Linked DNA regions of Danio rerio: region 1 is linked to region 2. The links are chromatin contacts, called in public HiChIP or PLAC-seq maps. All regions are on one chromosome and are shown on one strand. Each heading gives the region's core, a stretch centred on a gene start, on an enhancer-like site or on the middle of the called end of the contact. The rest is flanking DNA. Distances are from core to core; before and after follow the strand shown. Region 1 holds the start of dyrk1b (dual-specificity tyrosine-(Y)-phosphorylation regulated kinase 1B). Region 2 holds the start of pycard (PYD and CARD domain containing).

Evidence for each region. HiChIP or PLAC-seq counts read pairs in DNA pulled down with a chosen protein or histone mark.
Region 1: an H3K4me3 HiChIP or PLAC-seq map of gastrula embryo shows a contact between it and region 2, with 2.5 times the contacts expected there. The contact joins the promoter of dyrk1b here to the promoter of pycard in region 2. A contact is called at or near these places in 2 of 4 datasets of contacts at active chromatin or transcription factors (embryo and gastrula embryo).

What each region holds. Positions count from the first base shown.
Region 1 is chr16:46,573,400-46,576,584 of GRCz12tu, forward strand. dyrk1b (dual-specificity tyrosine-(Y)-phosphorylation regulated kinase 1B) reads right to left here and starts at 1,477. Exons shown (of 12, transcript NM_001168265.1): 1 at 992-1,477.
Region 2 is chr16:46,411,028-46,414,214 of GRCz12tu, forward strand. It overlaps pycard (PYD and CARD domain containing), which reads right to left and starts at 1,909. Exons shown (of 5, transcript NM_131495.3): 1 at 1,589-1,909; 2 at 1,014-1,040. The coding sequence starts at 1,859.

The sequences.
Region 1 (3,185 bases), core at 227-2,726, 160 kb after region 2:
GCATAAGCCAGATTTATCCACACTCACTGGGCTAAATAGAGACCTGGGTGAATATGCCACATCCAAATGTATTCTAGAGGTGGACAGTAATAAGAATCGACCATATATCTTCACCTACAAGCAACATGCTCGTGCACGTATGAACATTAGGAAGAAAATTGTAACGTCACCCTCTTTATGGAGATGCCTGGAATAAAGTCGCGATTTAACTAGCAAAATGACCTAGGATGATCTTATGGTTTGTGAAACAGTAAATGTATTAACGAATGCACTGAAAACCAATACGATATCTGTCAGATTTCAGTAGCTTTCAGGCATTCTGTGCACAAGATTTGCATCCCATGCAACACCGCAGTTTTGCATTAATGTAATTGTGGCCGAACTAATGCTCTGTGATTTTACCCTCTTTTTTCCTTTTAAACAAGCATTAAATGACGACTGGGTGTCTAAAGCAAACGTGATGGGCTAACCTGACTCATCAATCTGAGTAATGAAAAGCGATAATCGAAAGATGCATTGAAGGTCTCATAATCGAACATGTTCATGGGTGCATGGCTGCAAAAACGCGATCCATGCAGTGGATTTGACCGATGCTTATTTTGCACATATATCACATAATAAGCGGTTTAGCGGCCGTAATGGTTGGGGAAAGATGTTGTGCATGGTTTTAATCATTGCAAATCACATCCACTGACAAGCAACCTGGCTGCCATGAGTTGAGCCGCTGCTCTCTGGATGGCACCGGGAGGATAACGTTTAAACACCTGCCCATGGTCTTTTGCATCTGACCCAGTTTACATGAAGTAACAAGCCGTATACACACACACATACACACAGATGTCCCCACTCCCTCCCCATTCCCCTGCCCAAAGCCCCGGCCTGTGTGCATCAGGCGTCTTCGGGAACACGGTGTCTTGCAGGAACCGGCTGGGAGCATCTCGTTTGAAAGACACGTTAACGGTACTAGTGAAGAAACCAACTGTAGTCTTACCTCAGCTTCGTGTCCAGCTTCCCGAAGCAGCCATTACCAGTATTCCTCCTCTACCGTCCGAACCTCCGCCACACAGGTACCGGGGCGGACCGAAAAACCGGCAAAACGACCCCCCTCCCCCCGAACCGCCACCCCTTCGGACGGGTTGCTGCGATCGTCTTCCGAAAAAGACGAACCGCGCACGCTGTAGTCTTGTAGAGGCTCTACAATCCCTCTTCAGCACATTTGTTTGTATTTTCTCAGTTTCCCAAAAGCACGGAGAAGCGAGGCGGCGGCGTCTTCAAAACCCCCGGCGCGGCCAACCGCCAGTCCGGTGAGCAGCAGTACATGCAACCGTGACAGCCGCCTCTTGGTGGTCCGCGATATTCCGCCTTATCGTGGTGTCTTCTGGAGCTCGTTCAGAAGCAGCTCGCGGTTAGTGCTGGTGCGGGTCTCGGCGGCTAGCGCTCAGGCTAACCGCGCTCACATCGCCCAGCAGCGGCAGTGTAGTAGCGGCGCGCTCGCGGTGCAGTTGCAGCAGCAGAGAGGGGGTGGAGGGGTGAGAAGAAGAGTGATTAAATGAAAAAAGGAAAAAGAAAGAAAAACGGATGAACTAAAAACTGGGGTTTCTTCGTCGCACCGCGATGTGCATTCGCCAGGGACCCCCCCCTCACTGCCCGTTAATCTCGGATCGGCTCCGCGGCTGCTTGTCGCTGGAGAGGGTCTGCACGGTAAAGCGCGTCCCCGCTACAAAGCGCGCTCGCTTCAGTGTGTGTGCAGTGTTCACAAAATGGCCGCCTAAACAAACCCGACAACGGGCTGCACCCAGCGGCTGTTAGCGTGATTTGCCTCGGCATTTGCTTGTGCAGGGGAGGAAAACGATGCGTTTACGGGAATAATAATTTAGAAAACGCGCAATGGAGTGGCTTTTTGGCCCGCTTCGAGCAATTATAAAGTGTTAAGTTCCTTGAAGCCAAGGCATATTGAACAATGCCGAGGCAATGTAGAGGTGAAGTAGCTTTACTTACAGAGCTAACGTTAACCGGAGACCACCATAAATGGTTATGACGATGACTAAGAAAACTTATCTTAATTTAGCACAATATCTGTCTTTTAGCACAACAGGTGGTGGGACTGCGAAAAGTTTTCTGATTAACATTTTTGGGTTTTACACGTGCATTACATGAGAAGAAGTCACATTTTAGTGTTCTGGCGCTCAAAGAATGGGATTTAACAGCAGAAGCGGGATAACACGTTGTAATGCTTTTAAACATGCCATATAACATTTCTCCTTAGCCAGAAAAATTAACGTTATATTAGTGAATATTGACACTGGAAAACAGTTGCTTAAAAATATCTGTTGCATAGTCACATCGTGCACGCGCCTAATCAGAATAGTGGGGGTACGCGCTCCTTGAGGAAGAGTTTATCGAAAAGGGGGTCGTGCAATGGATGTGGAGCTGATTGAGTTATCTAAGGTCTTTATACACATCCTCTTTCATCACTATTACATGAATTCCTTTGTTTCATACCGATGGCACCATTTAAAACGGTCTAAATGTGTCATGTGCCAACAGGATAAAAAGACAAGGTCACAAATATGACCAACTCCCCCACACAAGACATTCACCGCAAACATATTTACAGATCTGCATTGTTCATAACCTTTCTGTCGCATTGTAAGCGTCTCCTACGTCCGTAGGAGTTTTGTGGGAACGATTAGACCGTGCGCGAAATGGACCCTTATGTTTCCCCCCTCTACAATTTTAAACATGTTGGAGTCCCCCCGTAGTTTACCACAAAACAAAAAAGTATATGTATTAATAATATATGAATTAACCGAAGCGTCAGGTCAACCTAGGTTACTAAAATTTAAACATGCAGGAAGTTCGTCATCAAATTCAAGGTGAAAGTTCACAGCGCTACCTTTACCTCTGTCTTACATTCCGATCTTACGCCATCTAGTGGTTAAAGAAAGAAGTAGAGTCAGTTCATATCTTCAGTTGCACTGAAAACGATGTATAAAATAGTTCAATACATTTTTACTACTAATTTTACTAAAAATATTTACTATTAAAACATTTGGTTATAATACATGCATAAATTTCTATTTAATAAAAAAACGAAATTTTAAATGTTTTCTTTTTTTGCTTGTTTCTGAACCCATGATGAAAATCCTCTATTGTCAGCTGTTTGGTCAGAACTGTGTGTAGGT
Region 2 (3,187 bases), core at 659-3,158:
ACTGGTCTCTGCTAATGAGCTGATGATCTCAATCAGGTGTGTTTGGTTAAGGAGACATGGAAATATGCAGAGCTGAAGGTCTTCCAAGACCATGGTTGAGAAACACTATTGCAGCAAATCTATAAAGGGAAGCGTGGGGCACAAAGTATTTTGGGGTAAAATGTTACACAGACTTTTAATGTGTTTGCTCAGGGATGACCATGGCATGCTTCCGATTTTTTCACCAGTGTCGGCAGATGTCTTCCTGCCAATTATTAAAAAAGTTTGGAAAAATTTGGAAGAGAAACATTTTTGCAGCATAAAAGTATTTTTTATTATAGTCAATATTTTTGTATTTAATTAAATCTGTAAAAGTATGTTTGTAAAATCTTATATTGTTGCGATCACCATCTTCCAGGCTAAAAAAAATTGACCATTTTGAAAGATGTAAAAACACACTAGCCAGTTTTAGGGAAAACACAATATTTTTATTAGACAAAAAATATATTATATTGTTAATACTAGAAATAAAAACATGGTATAATAATGGATAATAATCCAAATATATCTAAATGTGTTTATCCAATGAATAAATAATTAAATAAACACACTGTGCTTTGTAGAATAAAAAATTAATTGAGCTAAGTACTGAGGAAATAAAGCTACTATTTCAAGTAAACTGGATTTAAATTAATTGTGTAAAATCTGCATTTTTAAGCACGTGTAACAACTAAACCTCTCTCTGTTACACCCTGCCTCACAGGTGGGGTAAATAACAACATTTTTACTCCTGGCATTTTTGGCAATACTGCACAGAAGCCATAAGTCTGGCGATCATACAACCTGTGCTCATTAGTAGGAGAGGTTTGTGTGTTGTTGGTAAAAAAACAAAAAACAAATGGTTTGTCTAACCCCATTACTTTGTTCATTATTTGGCCAAAACTAAAAAGTGTTACTTAGTGCCCCACTCTCCCCTACTGAATGTTTAAACGGCCTGCCACATTGCCGATTAGTGAAGTGATTCGCTTACTCACCATCAGAGGGAGCACCTTTGCTTTCTGCTGAAAAACAATAAAAGCGATTGGGTTAATTACAGCAAATATTCATTTTGCACATTCAATTGCACATAAAACTAAAGGTAGATTGGGGTGTTTGTTAATAAAGAATCCACTTTTAAGACTAGTAAGTCATTAAGATATTCTGCTCTACAAAACACTGAACTGGAAGACAATGAGTGGACGTCAAGAGAAATTGAAAGTAAAAACTAAGTTTAAGTTTGGAAACATATATGCAAATTATTTAATGAATATATTTTACAATTTGATTTCCTTTTACACAAGTCTGAAAAAGAACTATTTGCAAACAAGCAATGTTATTTATTTTCCGTTGTTTAGCTTGCAACTTGCATAGTCAATCTGATTAAACCTCTGTCTGAATTTCCCGCCTTCAGACTTGCGTTTTGCATTCTTTTACGTTGTTTTAACTTGCAATTAACAAACAGTACATACACAATTCCAATTCTGATTAAATTTAAGTTGCTTTCTTCAGACTTAAACGCCTTCTGTATTTTAGTTTTGCATTATTATCTATTCATAGCAATTGCACTTACATTGCCCTGTGTTCCTCAATAGATCATCTGCTACTGCATTACACTTGATCGCCCTCAAAATCTCCACTGTTACAGAAACCGCGTCTTTTGATGTGAACACGCCGACCATTAAATCAGCCAGATCGATCTCGTCTTTCAGCTTTTCGATTGCAGACTTTGTGACGCGCGGTTCCTGCCTCCGATCGCCCAGTTTGCTTTTAAACTTTCTAAGATTATCAGCACCCAGATCCTCAAAAGCCTCCTGCAGCTGCTCCTTGAAAGATTCCGCCATGGTTCCTCACAGTTGGGTCACTCTCGTTGAAGCTGCTGACAGCGAAGCAGGAACAACTTGAAGGTTTTTTTTTTATATAGGGGCGAAGGAGTGTCTTCAGTCCAAAGGATCCTATAGTCACACTTCCTGATTCTTAATGCAGTTTTGAAAGCACAGAAGTGACAAACACCGTGTTAAGCAGGCTACACTACCAGTCAAAGGTTTGGAACATGTAAAGTTTTGTAATGTTTTATTATATGCTTCTGCTCACAAATGCTGCATAAACAGTGAAATTGTGAAATGTTATTGGCTGTTAGCCTACATTAATAGAGCACATTCAAAACAGCTGAGCAAAATGCTTTACATACTGTAAAATGCAAATAACAACAAGAGGTGAAGAAAAGACAAAATAGCAATAACTGCTTAATGAAGCAAGTGCATAAGAGTTAAGAAACATTAACAGCAGATTAATACCTGCTAAAAGCTAAAGAGAATGAGGTTTAGTTTCATTTATTTAAGAGTTGTTTTTATATTTTAATTCATGTAATTTGTGGTTAAAAGCAAAATTTTAAGCATGATTAAGCACAGCAAACTATAATTGAAGCATTAATAAAGAATCCACTGCAATTTATTATAATTTACATTCTCAGAAATAAAGGTACAAGAGCTGTCATTGGAGCATTCATAAAGAATCCACTGCAAATTATTTTAATTTGCCTATTGAGTCATTAAGTTATCCTGCTCTTCAAAACACTGGTGTTGGGAGAGCAACGGGTGAACGTCATGACATTGAAAGTTAGTTCAGTGACAAAAAAAAATGATTCAAAAATGATTCCTTGGATTTACAAAATTTTTGCACTCGTTATTTTTAGGGTAAGCAGTTGTAAACAATTGATTTGGGCTGAATTTAAACAAACAAATTAAGTTGAAAATTACTTACAGTAATTTGATATAAAATTAAAACTTCTAAATTAAATTAAATTTAATTAGCTTAAATTCAACACAAATTGTTTGCTACAATTTTGCAGAAATAATTTTTTTCAGTGCATAATACTTTAAAAAGTGTAGTCTTGGAATAAAATTGTAGTATTTCCTAAAAAAATAAACATTTATTAATATTATTACTGTTGTTGTTAGTTTAGGAAACTGCTACAATACCATTCAAAAGGCTGGTTAAAATTGTATTTACTTTCACTGATCAAAATAAATTGTTCAAGAGTGAAAGTAAATATATTTATAAATAAAAGATAGCAAATCAATTATAAATATTATTTTGACCTTTCTTTTTCTCAAAAGTAGGTAAAATCCATCATAGTTTCCATGAAAACTAAGAAAAAAAAGTAAGAAAA